2 separate regions of the Pan troglodytes genome follow, and region 2 is linked to region 1. The links are chromatin contacts, called in public Hi-C maps. All regions are on one chromosome and are shown on one strand. The core of a region is the stretch at or near the end of the contact, and the rest is flanking DNA. Distances in the headings are between cores, read along the strand shown. Region 1 holds the start of PADI3 (peptidyl arginine deiminase 3). Region 2 holds the start of PADI2 (peptidyl arginine deiminase 2).

Region 1 (6,880 bases), core at 307-2,806:
TGCCCACCCACCAATACCAGGATTTATTTCCTGGACTGGCTCTGCTCCCGACTTAGTTCCCTCCCATGACCAGCTCCTCACCCCCTCTCATCCAATGCCCTGGATCAACCCCATCGCTGCTCCCAACTAAGTTCGCCCTGATTTTTCGAGTCTTAGTCTCGGAGACTCGTTCTCAATGGGTGGGCTATTTTCTTCCCACCCCAGGGCACATTTGGCAATGTCTGGGGACATTTTTGGTTGTCACAACTTGGGAGTATGCTGCTGGTATCTAGCAAAAGAGAGGCACAGAATGCTGCTCTCCATCCTACAGTGCACAGGGTGGCCCCCATGACAAAGAGGTATCGTGACAGTAGTGCTGAGGTTGAGAAACCTGGCCTGAGGAGGGGGCTGGGAGACTTGAGAGGTGGGAGCTGTCCCACAGTTCTGCACCCACCCCTCCCAGTATCCTGATTACCTCCAAGCCAGGACCCTGGAGACTCCCCAAAAGCCTAAGAAGCCAGCCCCCTGGTGGTCCCCAGAGCCCAGCTCCTAAAACCCTACCCTAACCCTCTTTTCTTCCTAAGAGAGAGAAGATAAGGCCTTACCTCCCTCTACCATGGGCCTCAAAGGCATGACCTGGCACACCGTAGGAGCATAATGCATGGGCATTGAGTGTCTGGAGGAAACCAGGTTGGAAATCTTTATTTTCCAAGTATCAGAGCAGCTAAAACCATAAGACTCCTGAGTAAGACCACAAGCAGGTTTAAACCCTGGCTTTGCCACTTAGTAACTGTGTGACTTGAGCGAATGGCTTGCCCTCTCTGCCTCGGTTTTCTCATTTGTCTGATGAGATGATGCTAATAATAAGCCTAGCTCACAGGGTTGTTGTAAGGGTTAAATTCAAGATTAAAGTTCGAAAGTTAACTCAAGAGGCTTGTGAAGCTCTTAGAATAGTGCCTGGCACATGGTAAGTGCTATGTATTAACTTATTTTTTAAAAATGATTCATGCTCTGTTTCTAGGCTCATAGGCTCAGGATGGGGCTGGGGATATCTGCCTGTTCCTATTCTTGTGTGCCCCAGACAGATCCTCAGCCCAACCTGCAGGATCCCTTGGACATAGAAAAGTGCCATCTCTTCGCGGCACCAGCCCCCTCCAAGCCCCCGGTCTGGAGCTCAGCCACTGAAGCCTCTTCTACCCGGCTCAGCCTCCCAAACTTCAAATTCCCTGGCTAAGGTCTTCAGGAAACTCAGTGGACCAAGAGGAGGACCCAAGCTTCCCTGATTGGCTGCTGTTCCGAGGCCAAGGCTGGGGAGTGGGCCCTGAAGAAGCCCTGCCCAGCCTGCAGGGAGGAAGGTCCAAGGGCATCAGCACCAAGGGCCTGCAAACCACTAGGCCTCTGACTCTTACCCATAAATGTCCACGAGGGTCTCCACGCCAGCCACACACACCGCGCTGGTGGGATGCTCCAGGGACACACGCACGATTCTCTGCAGCGACATGCTGGTGTTGGACTTAGCTGTGGCCGCCAACCCCAACACTGCCCCTGAGGCCCCTTAGGATGAGGTTTAAAAGCCCCTGGCCCCACCCCTCCAGCCCAGGGTGCCAATTCATTGGCTCCAGTCATGAAAGCCCAGCCCCTTCCCAGAGCTGAGAGCTCAGGATTGGCTGGAAGGGACCCAGTATTTGTATACGAACCTGTTGTCCCGACCCCGGCACCCAGGAAGTTAATTTCTTGGAAAGCAAGTCCCCACAGGTACCTGGGTAGGCACCAGGAACTGTTGGGGGCAGGTGCTGTTGAGGGGGTGCAGAGATATATGATATTGATCTCGGACGCTTCTTGCTTCCTCACCTCCATTTTCTGCATTTTCAGAGACTATAATGGGGAGCTTTCTTACTCTGCTGGGGAAGCTGGTGAAAATGCGGATTCCCAGGTCTGTTGTCCACTCTGATCCAGCAGTTAGGGGTGCAGCCTGGCCTCTGGATTTTTTTTTTTTTTTTTTTTTTTTTTTTTTTTTTGAGACGGAGTTTCACTCTTGTTGCCCAGGCTGGAATGCAATGGTGCGATCTCGGCTCACGGCAACCTTCGCCTCCCAGGTTCAAGCAATTCTCCTGCCTCAGCCTCCCGAGTAGCTGGGATTATAGGCGTGTGCCACCACTCCCGGCTAATTTTGTATTTTTAGTAGAGACGGGGTTTTTCCATGTTGGTCAGGCTGGTCTTGAACTCCAGACCTCAGGTGATCCGCCTGCCTCGGCCTCCCAAAGTGCTGGGATTACAGGCATGAGCCACAGCACCCGGCCCTCTGGATTTTTTAATAAGCACCCCCAAAGCATTTTGGTGCCCTTTGAGAAACACCAACTTTTTTTTTTTTTTTTTAATGGATTTTAGAGCGAGACCTGGGTTTCAGCCCTGCCTCAGCTGCTTCCTGGATGGGCGACCTTGGGCAAGTTTCTTTTTTTTTTTTTTTTTTGAGACAGAGTTTCGCTCTGTCACCCAGGCTAGAGTGCAGTGGCGCGATCTCGGCTCACTGCAAGCTCCACTTCCCGGGTTCATGCCATTCTTCTGCCTCAGCCTCCCGAGTAGCTGGGACTACAGGCACCTGCCACGGCTCCCGGCTAATTATTTGTATTTTTAATAGAGGCGGGGTTTCACCGTGTTAGTCAGGATGGTCTCGATCTCCTGACCTCTTGATCCACCCGACTTGGCCTCCCAAAGTACTGGGATTACAGGCGTGAGCCACCATGCCCGGCCGGGCAAGTTTCTTAATTGTTCGTGCCTCACTTTTCTCGTCTGAAAAATGGTTGCTGTGAGGCCTCAGGGGCCAGCGTTGGTAGAGCTCTGGTATGGAGCTTGGCGTTATTGTATTACTATTGTTGCTGTTATTAGGTCCCAAAAACCTCTGAAAGCGGTAAATGATGGGGGTGAGAACTCTCTCCAGCCAGGGGGAGCTTGGCATGTCAGAGTAGGAAAGCTCAGTCGTCAGGTGGGAAACTGAAGTCAGAGGGGCATTCAGGCTCCTGGAAGAGCAGGAGCAAGGGCTCTAGGGAGAGAAGTCTTGGGTTCAGAGGCAGGCTCCACCGTGCACCCACAATAGGGCCTTGGGTGTCAGTGTCCCCCCTCTTGGAGACTCGGTTTCCTCATCTGTAGAAAATGCAGCTAATCACTGGCCCTGGGGGAGATAATAGTGAAGACGCACCCTGCCTGGCGGAGGCTCAGGAGGTGCTGAATAGAGGTTTCCTCCCTTCTCCCTGGCAGTGCTGACAGCCTGAGACAGGATGGGGACCAGGACCCGCTCCCCAGCATCTCCAGCTGGGACATCTGCACCAGTTCAAGGGCCTCAACAGGACCCTGAGATTGTCATTCCCATGTCTCAGTTTTTGGGAAAGATGTTCTTTTCAAGGAGAACTGCTGGACTTCTGGGTCAAGGGACAGCTTCACTTTTTTCAGCTGTGGAATGGCTTGATGGCTGAGTCAGCCTTGGGAGCCCTGGGTAAGAGTTCGAGCTCAGGAGGAAGCCTTAGTCTCCCTAGCCTTCTTGTGAGCACAGATGGGGAATAGATGCAGAAAGTAGGGGCTTTCCCTGGGGTGCTGGCCCACTACCTGCCTCTTTCTCGGAGAACTGTATATGTCTTTGGAAGGAGACTCATGCCTTCACTTCTCCTCTGTTAATACCAACTTTTAGAAACAGGTTTGTGGTTAATTCAGACTAAAGTGTCAATGACTAATAGGCAGCAGCTTTTTGCCCTCTTACTCCACAACAAAAGCTAAAATAAAGTGAGTGAGTATCAAAGGGTGTAATTTGAGGCAGCAGCAAATGTGTAGGATGAGAGGGTGATGATTTCAGGCATCCAAAATCAGACCACTGAAGCCAGGTAACTTAGAAGCTTCAGACACAAAAATGGAAGGGAATTGGGCCAGGCACAGTAGCTCACACCTGTAATCCCAGCACTTTGGGAGGCCAAGATGGGAGGATCGCTTGAGCCCAGGAGTTTGAGACCAGCCTGGGTAACATAGCAAAACCCCAGCTCCGTAAAAAATAAATCAGCAATTAGCTGGGCATGGTGGCCTGTGCCTGTATTCCTAGCTCCTCAGGAGGCTGAGGTGGGAGGATCACTTGAGCACAAGAATTCAAGGCTATAATGAGCTGTGATAGCACCACTGCACTCCAGCTTGGGTGACAGAGCAAGACTCGGTCTCAAACAAAAGAAAAGAAAAGAAAACAAAACGAAAACCAGAAAGGGAACTGTAGTGGCCTGTGGCCCTGGGAACCAGCCCTGCTGGGGAACTCTCACCTCTGTTAATAGGGCCCGGGCTGCCTCCCTGACCTGTTGTCCCTGAGAGATGGAGGGGATGCTGAAGGAAGAGAGGAGAGATGAAGAGGCAGGACCCATCCCTCCCCTGATCTGATCTCCATCTTAGCAGGGCCATCAGCCCCAGAGCAAGAGGCATGTGCCAGTCATCCTGCTGAATCAGCCTGCCTGGCACTGGCCATGGCACTGGCCGTGGCACTGTGAGGCTCTCCTAGCTGAGCAGGGGCTGCCTGTGGCAGCAGAAATTGAGCCAAGCAGCTTCATAGTGGGTGGAACTGGAAGCAGTCTTCTCCGCTTTCCTCCCCTCCTCCCCAACCCAACAAACAGGCTGGGTAGACAGCCCTGTAAGAAATGCATGTCGACATTTTTATTGATCAGAAAGTAGGTGACTGGTCACCCAGAACATTCTCAGAGCCAACACCAGGGCCCCTCGATGGCCCAGCAACAACTCCAGAGCTTCCCACACTCAGTGTGGCCCCGACCCCCAGCCCTATCTCTGCAATGCTCACTCCCTTCCTACCCACAGCTCTTTCTCAGGGGAGTCCCAACCCCAGCTCACACCCCCGGCCCCTTCAGAGCCTCCTTCTCCTTCTTGACTCAGTGCAGGCTGGGGTATGATCCTGAGCAGAGGACGCTCAGGTTAAAGCAGGAGCTTGCGAATAGAGTTCTGTAGAACCTTCCAGAAGGGGATTTTCAGGTTCCCGCTCACCCACTTTAACCATAGCAGTTCCAGGCTAGCTTTTCTTGGTTAAAAGAGTGACAGTAGTTGGCTCAGTGTGAGGTCTCAGCAGGGACCACTGAAAACCTAGATGGACCGAAGCCCTAGGGCCAACTGCCCTACAATGGCCTCACTGGCAGTGGGGGAAGAGGGTAGGCTGGCTTCCTCCTGCCCGTGCCCTGCAGCCCAGCTGAACCAGCCTGCCTGTGCATGTCTCAGTGACCTAACTCAGGGCTATTAACCTCCCGTGGCAGCTGTCTTCCCTACTGTGGGAGGGGACATGGGCCTGCACAGCGGTTTATTCAGGGATGAAACCTAAGCTATGTGCAGGGTCCCTGGGTTGCTGAGAGAGACCGGGCAAGCCTTCCCCTCCCACTGCCTGCAGAATGAAGGGGAATAATTAAAGACTATTAAAGGAAATTAAACTCCACCTTCAGAGATAACCTAATTTCCTCCCAACACACACACCCTCTTCTAACATCTGGCCCCCTACCCCTGCTACATCTGGAAGCTCCAGCTCCCTTCAAATCCAGAGTCCAAAATCCCAGCCCAGGAACCACGGACACCTCTAGGCCCCCAAATCCGTCGTCACACACTCTGCTACCCTGACCTCATCCCCTCCTGCCCCGTCATCCTTTGTGTGTCCTCAGGCCTCAGGTTGGCCTCTCAGCATTTCTGAGCTGGGAGAAGCCAGCTCTGGTAATTAAAGTCTTTCCAGAAAGGTAGCAATCACTCTTCTGAGGTCGGAGTCAGCTATTAAAATTTTGTTGTCTTTTTTCTATTTAAATTGGCCCTTGGACACTGGGTTTTTCTGTCCTTGTTTGTCCACACACAGCTGAAGGGTGCTGGATGGGGGTGGAGGTAAGTGTCACAGCCTTGGGTCCCCTTTGGGAGAAGAAACCTAGAGCGGGGAGAGGATGTTTCTGATCCCCTTTCCTAGTTTTCCAAGAGCAGAGGCAGCCTGGTGCCTGGCACACCAGACCCCAGGTCCCCCAGGCCCCGTTCCAGGTACAGATGCAAAGTCATTATCCTTGTTCCCCAGGGAGGCATCAGAATGAAGGGGGAGCAATTCTAAGTGGGGCCCATCTCCCTAGGCCTCCCACAGCCATTCTCGAACTTGCTAACATTGTTGATCTAGAGCCTCTGGGGGCTGTGGGTGGGAAAGAGGCCAGGGAAGAATGAGGTGCATTCTTCTCGGGTTGGGTAGGCCATTCCAGAGGCGAGGGTAGGTGGTATCCATCCCTGTGTCCTGGTGCCCACGGTGGCCAGGATGTTTGCAAAGTGCCAAGACTCCCCCAAGAGAATGGAGGCCAGGTGGTTGTTCCTTGCCCTCACCCTGGCAGGGTTCCCTAGCAAGAGGGCAGAGAGGATGGTGGGTGGGGGCAGGCTCAGGGCACCATGTTCCACCATTTGAAGGGAAAGGGCTTCCTGCGCACGTTGGTGCCACAGTGGATCTCCCCCTGCAGCTCGTGGTAGGACAAGTAGTCATCAATGAAGATGCAGTGCAGGCCCAGAGGCTCCAGCAGGGACTGCACCTTCTCCTCCAGGCAGCAGCGGCCATTGATGATGGGCCCGTAGGGCTTGGGGATGCCCAGGTACTTGCCTAAGACCACCATGTTAACCTGCAAAAGAGAAAAGGCAAGAGGGAGGCTGTCTGGCTGTGAGTGCTGTGCTTCTGGCACCCCTTCCTTGCCAGAATGAGACAGGCCCTGGGGAATGGGTTGTCCATAGCCACAGCCTAGAAAGGGCTCTAGGACTGGAGTTTGCTCAAGAGTTAGGGCCTATGAAAGCAGAGGAGAAAAAGATTCAGGGTTGGAAATGAGGTTGAATAACAGCCAGGGCTACCAGGAATTTTGTACATTAAAAAACAAAA
Region 2 (6,180 bases), core at 3,191-5,690, 130 kb after region 1:
TGATGACCTGTCACTGTCTCCCATTACCCCCAGATGGGACCATCTAGTTGCAGGAAACAAGCTCAGGGCCCACACTGATTCCACATTACGGTGAATTGTAAAATTGTTTCATTATGTATTACAATGTGATAATAGAAATAAAGTGCACAAGAAATGTAATGCGCTTGAATCATCCCGAAACCATCCCCCCACCCCATCCATGGAAAGCCTGTCTTCCACAAAACAGGTCCCTGGTGCCAAAAAGGTTGGGGACCACTGTTTTACACCTACAGCACGTGTCAGTTCGGATTAGCCACATGAACCTTGTCTGGCAGTGGCTACATGTTGGAAAGCACGGGTCTAGGACCTCCCAGGCTTACTCTGGACCCCTGGCAGCCGCTCAGACAACTGGCTTATTACATCTTCTCCAGAATTCACCTTTCTAGCTTTGCTTCACTGACTAAGGGTAGAACCCTGGCCCGGACAAGTCATCTTACCCTTGGATGTATAAAATAAGGGTAAGAAAAATATTTACTTCTGGGGTTGTAGCAAGGATTCAATGGGATAACATATACACAGTGCTTAGCGCAGGTGCCTGGCAGGGAATAAATGCTCCATAAATGGCGACCTAATGAATGAAAGCCTTAGCCCATCTTTCAGCATGGTGATGGTTAATTTTCTGTGTCGATTTGGCCAGGCTATGGCACCCCATCATCCAGTCAGACATCAGTCTGGATGTTGCTGTGAAGATATTTTTCAGATGTGATCAACGTTTAAATCAGTAGACTTTGAGTAAAGTAGATTGCACTCCAAAATGTGGGTGGGCCTCATCCAATCAGTTGAAGGCCTTAAGAACAAAGACTGAGGTTTCCCAAAGAAGAGGCAATTCAGCCTCCAGAATGCAACATAGAAACCGTGCTGTTTCCAACCTGTAGATTTCAGACTCAAGACCGCAACATCAATTCTTCTCCCATTTCTGACTGGCCAGCTCTACAAATTTCAGGCTTGTCAGCCCCCACAACCATGTGAGCCAATTTCTTAAAATAAATCTCTCTCTCTGCATATATAAATGTACCCCCGAGTGGGGTACAGCCACAGCAGCACGCAGAACAGACATGACTTCCTCATTCTGAACTCACGCAGTTATTAGAACAATGGAGCACCCCAGCCCTTCCCCGCCTCTGAGCACGATGTCTCTCAGGACCGAGAGCTGAGGCAGAGGCTGAATCAATGCCCCCATCCCAGAGACTCTTCTCAAGGGAGTGAGACCAAAGGGTGGGCTTTGCCAGGGGAAAGGGAATGTGACGGGGCCAGGCAGGGCCAGGTTTATGGGGATCTGCTCTTGAGGGTATGACTGCAGGTCCCCATGGTGCAGAGTCAGGGGTTGGGGCGATCCCTGGCCACAGAAGGATTGCTTTGGGGATCCATGGCCCAGACGCCGACCTCTTCCTTTCTCTGGTCTCCTGCCAGAATTCCTGTCAAATTTAGCTGCCTACAGCAGCCAGAGTGATTTTCCTAAAGTGTACATCGTGCCGTTGACGCCTTCCAAAGTCCTTCCCAGGCTTCCCCCATGACCCCATAAAGATAAAGCCCAAAAGCCTTTTCCACGACTTACAATGCTCTGTGTGACCTGGCCACAGCCAGCCCAGCCTCTCACATTGTGGAAGCTTTGAAGTATGTTATCAAACAGCATGTAGTCAGAAGCCCATGTTTACAAAAACTTAAAATAACTATATACGCATAGGAAATAACTACCGTCTACTGGAACTTGGGTCTGTGCCAGGCCACGATGTGCAGTACCTTACTGGATATCATCTTGTCATTCCTTGTTCCTTATAACAATTCCTAGTATCTCCTTTATAGAAGAAGAAACTGAGGCCCAGAGAGGCCCCCAGCTAGTGAGGGGCAGAGCCAGACTTGACCCCAGGTCCACCAAGACCAAAGTCCACGCTCTTCACTGCAGGCTGGTTGGTGCCTCTGTGCAAATGGAAGATAATAATAGCTCCCACCTCACAGGGCTGTCGTGAGGATTAAACAGGCTGAGATGTGTGTGTGAATGGGCTCTGAACAGCTCCTGGCATGGCGCAAGGGCTCAGGAAGTGTGCTGCCCCACAGCAGCCTGTGGGCAGCCCGGCCAGATCATACTCATAGATTCAGACTGATCTCTGGTACTAGGGTCATGGGTGATCATATTTTTTTTAACTTTTCCACAATGACCAGGTAATACTTGTGCATTTTTTTCTTTCTTTTTAAATTATTGTATGTATAGTGCTCTCAGTAAGCTGTCAGTTTCCTCAAAGCAGGCTTGTCGAAGTTTGAGTGGCCTCCCTGGTTCCCCCAAGGCCTGGCCCGGAGACCCCACACCCAGTGAAGGAACCTAACAGAAAACGGCTCAGAAGAGCCCCTCCTAGCCCAGGCACCCTGCCCACAGGCTTGGCAGGGGCGCTTGTTGGAGGGGTGGGCGCGGGTCAGTGCCAGGAACTGGCCTAAGCTAAGTCCCCAAAAGACACCGTGAGATGCTCTGTGGCTCTTCCGGACCCCAGGGGAGAGGTGGGAGCAGCCGTGATGCCTGCGACCTCCGGCCCTGAATCCACCAACAGCTGTGACCACTTCAGCTATTTTAAACCTCTGGGCACCAGGAAACTCCTGTCTCATCAACCAGGCTCTGGGCCCAACATGATGGCCTGAGCCCGGGCAGGAGTCCTGAGTGTGGATGGCCAGGTCTGAATTGGGTTTTTAAGGGGAGGGGGCTTCATTTCTCGAGCCTTGTGCCAGGCTCTGTGCTAGTATTTTCTGCACCTTGTTGTCTCGTTTAATACCGTCCTTACACCGTGCTGAGGGATCAGTTACTTCACAGAGGCAGAAAATGGGGCTCCGAATGGCAGGGTACCTGGCTCAAGGCGGCACAAAAGCAGAGCTGGGCCTAGAACTGCGACTTCCTTATCTACAAAGCATGGACAGCATTCTGCCCCTGCCCTCACTCGGCCTTGTCCCCTGCCTCCACCCCAGTGGCCCTGCAAGCTCCTCCCTCTGCCACTCTTAGGAGCTCTGCAACCCAGAGTCAATTCCCCCACCTCCTCACAGCTCACTTTCTTCATCTGTAAAGTGGCGGAGTTACTGGGAGGGTTCAGTGATCTAACTCTAATACATGAAAAGAGCCGCTTGGAACAGTGCCTGACCCACAGAAAGAACGCAGTAAGTGCCCGCTCTTACTCCAGCTCCCCTGGGTATTGCGGTCTGATGTTATCACTACCTTGCCCAGTGTCCTGTTATGAGCTGCCCGGGGTCTCCGTCAGTGGGGGGTACAGTGTCCTCCCCCACTCTGGCCCCAGTCTCCCCATGAGTCAAATGAAAGTTACAGCCCCAGGAAGGTGAGAACCCTGGTGGGTGCCCATTATCTGTCACACAGTAAGGGCTCCAGAGTCACTCATGGCAGAGGGGTGCCCAGACACGAGCTCACCTCTGGGGGCACCTCGAAGTCTCTCCAAGCTATACAAGTTTTGTCCCAGTTTGGCAGGTGGCCACCCGAGAGATTCCTCCTGATTGGAGGATGTGCTCAGCCGGGTGCCTGGAGTTCATCAGAAGTTACTGGCCTCGGCCGGGCGCTGTGGCTCACGCCTGTAATCCTAGCACTTTGGGAGGCCGAGGCAGGTAGATCACCTGAGATCAGGAGTTCAAAACCAGCCTGGCCAACATGGAGAAACCCCGTCTCTACTAAAAATACAAAATTAGCTGGGTGTGGTGGTGCCTGCCTGTAATCCCAGCTACTTGGGAGGCTGAGGCAGGAGAATCAATTAAACCTGGGAGGCGGAGGTTGCAATGAGCTGAGATGGCGCCATTGTACTCCAGCCTGGGCAACAAGAGGAAAACTCTGTCTCAAAAAAAAAAAAAAAAAAAAAAAAAACAGTTACTGGCCTCTCCCTGGGTCTGTGAGCTGTGCCTTTGGGGGACAAATGACCTCCTGGCTAAAACTCGGGCCTTCCCTCTTCCCCACTCACATTCCTCCCAAATCCCTGCCACTCAGAAGCAGCTGGGCTCTTCACCACCTCCTAATTTGGGCCGCCTCAGGGAGAAGGTTGGAGTCCAAGGGCTGGGTATATCAGCACTGGGCACTTGTGGGCCTCACCCCTCTTGTCTGGGGGCACCCCTTCCTGGAGCTCCATCTTCCATCAGCCCTAACTCCTTCCCAAACACACATCCCCTCCGCCCCACTCCTTCCCTCCCACGGCCTCTGCCCACCCCCCCTCAGTTTCTGTCCTCACCTACCAAAGACCACTTCCTCACACAGGGCTGATGTATGTGTCTGAACAGCACTCCCACTGGGTCCCAGGGGAAGGGCTGGGACGTGGGAGGGGCTGGCCGAGGCCCGCACTGATTGTCATCCTACATCTCAGCCTCTGTGAGACACACGATGACCTCTGTGTGGCACCCCCCTTCCCTTGGTGGCCCAGGCCAGAACCGGGTCCCTAATCCTTACCCCTCTCCTCTCCCTCCACCCACACATCCTGTCAGTCACCAGGTGCCACCAAAATCCCAGTCCCTAAGCAGTGGCCGGGTCAGTCCCCACCTCTCCAGCTCTGGCCACAGCCAGGGGCTTCCTTGCCCCTCCCCAGCCCAGAATGACCCATTTCACGAGCACACCCGACCACGGCTCGCGGAGACAACCACTCCAGGCTCCCATCTCCCACCCTCCAATGCCTTGGCTTGGCGTCCTGGTCTCCGTCAGCTGCCGGGTTCCCCATCCCCACCGCTTCCCATTTTCTCTATGGTGAGGTTCATCTGACTGTTGGGGGATGGGGGTACCGGGCTGCACCCGGCTTTGCACAGGCAGCTCCCTCTCCTCGCCTTTAATTTGCAAACGCCTCCTTTAAGAAGGTTCCAGGATCGTCTTCTCTGGGAAGGCTTCCTGGCCCCCAGGCTGGGTTAGGGCACCCTCTTTGTGTTCCCACATTTGCATTTTCAGCCCCACTGGGCTGGGGCGTCCGGAGGGGAGCTAGGGCCCTCCAACACCTAGGCGCCCACCGAAGGTTTGTCGAATGAAAGAATGACAATCCAACCATGGAAAGCACAAAACTGGTCCCTGATGACTTCGCCACGACCTCAGCGGGGCGGGACGAGTTAGGGGCGGGACCACGCTTGACGGACAGGCCCGCAGCCCACTGCGAGAGGACTGGGGCGGGCCGCCCCGCCCACCGGCCACTGGATAAGGCTGCGCGCGGGGCCGTGGGGCGCAGGCTGCCGGAGAAGGGGCACCTGCTGCAGGTGCTCCCGGCCGCCCCGGACCAGCGAGCGCGGGCACTGCGGCGGGGAGGATGCTGCGCGAGCGGACCGTGCGGCTGCAGTACGGGAGCCGCGTGGAGGCGGTGTACGTGCTGGGCACCTACCTCTGGACCGATGTCTACAGGTGAGCCGGCCCACCGTGATGCCCGGGCCGAGATCCCGAGCCCAGAAATCCTGAGACGCGCTCAGACTCGGGGACGTGGACAGCCTTTGTCCAGCCCGAGTTGTCCCTCATCCCGAGCCCCCGAGCCCAGAAATCCTAAGAATCTCATCCAGAAACCTGACAACCCCCGAACCTTGTGTCCACCTTCCTGAAACCCTGAGACTCTCCCAGACCCCCTAACACAGCCTCAGCCCCAGCTCCCTCACGACCCCTTTCACAGACCCTCCCTTTCACCCGTAACCCTCCGTCTGGCCCTCTCCAGTTCTCCTCCCGGGGGACCTCACACCCCTTCAGCTTCCCTGCCGTCCTCTCCCCTTTCACTTCCCCTCCGCACATCACTTCCCCTCGGACCCACCTCAACCCAGCCCCTCTCCTGCTTCCCACTCCCAGTTCAGCGGAGCTTCCGCGGAGACTTGCCGGGGACTGGGGCAGGACCCGAAGGGAGCTGCCCTGAGGCTGAATCTGGCCCTGGAGGTTACTCAGGCTCCGATTTCTCCCTGTGGGGGCTGCTGGTGGTTGCTTGTCCCCAGGCACTGGCCCTGAGCTCCGTGTCCCCAGATACCTTCCCCTGACTTCATTCTGAGACCACAGAGGGACAATATTCTACCCAGCTGACGACGGGGACTTGGGGTGTATAGCGGGGTACTTTGTTGGAAAAGGATCCTGATTCAGAGTTCTGCTCCCTCCCCTTCTCTCTGTCCAAGAACTTGGTAGAGTGCGGGATGTCCGAGACAGCTGAAGGTAGGGTAGGGCCCTAC

Evidence for each region. A called contact is a pair of places that touch in the nucleus more often than the background predicts.
Region 2: a Hi-C map of stem cell-derived neural progenitor cells shows a contact between it and region 1, with 4 times the contacts expected there. The contact joins the promoter of PADI2 here to the promoter of PADI3 in region 1. A contact is called at or near these places in 5 of 7 Hi-C or Micro-C datasets (blood, induced pluripotent stem cells, a lymphoblastoid cell line and 1 more) and 1 of 1 other capture datasets (stem cell-derived neural stem cells).

The regions. Positions count from the first base shown.
Region 1 is chr1:213,963,585-213,970,464 of NHGRI_mPanTro3-v2.0_pri, forward strand. It overlaps PADI3 (peptidyl arginine deiminase 3), which reads right to left and starts at 1,557. Exons shown (of 16, transcript XM_524563.7): 1 at 1,389-1,557. The coding sequence starts at 1,480. It overlaps PADI1 (peptidyl arginine deiminase 1), which reads right to left. Exons shown (of 16, transcript XM_016955003.2): 16 at 4,633-6,629. The coding sequence ends at 6,396.
Region 2 is chr1:214,089,719-214,095,898 of NHGRI_mPanTro3-v2.0_pri, forward strand. PADI2 (peptidyl arginine deiminase 2) reads left to right here and starts at 4,441. Exons shown (of 16, transcript XM_513113.9): 1 at 4,441-5,383. The coding sequence starts at 5,292.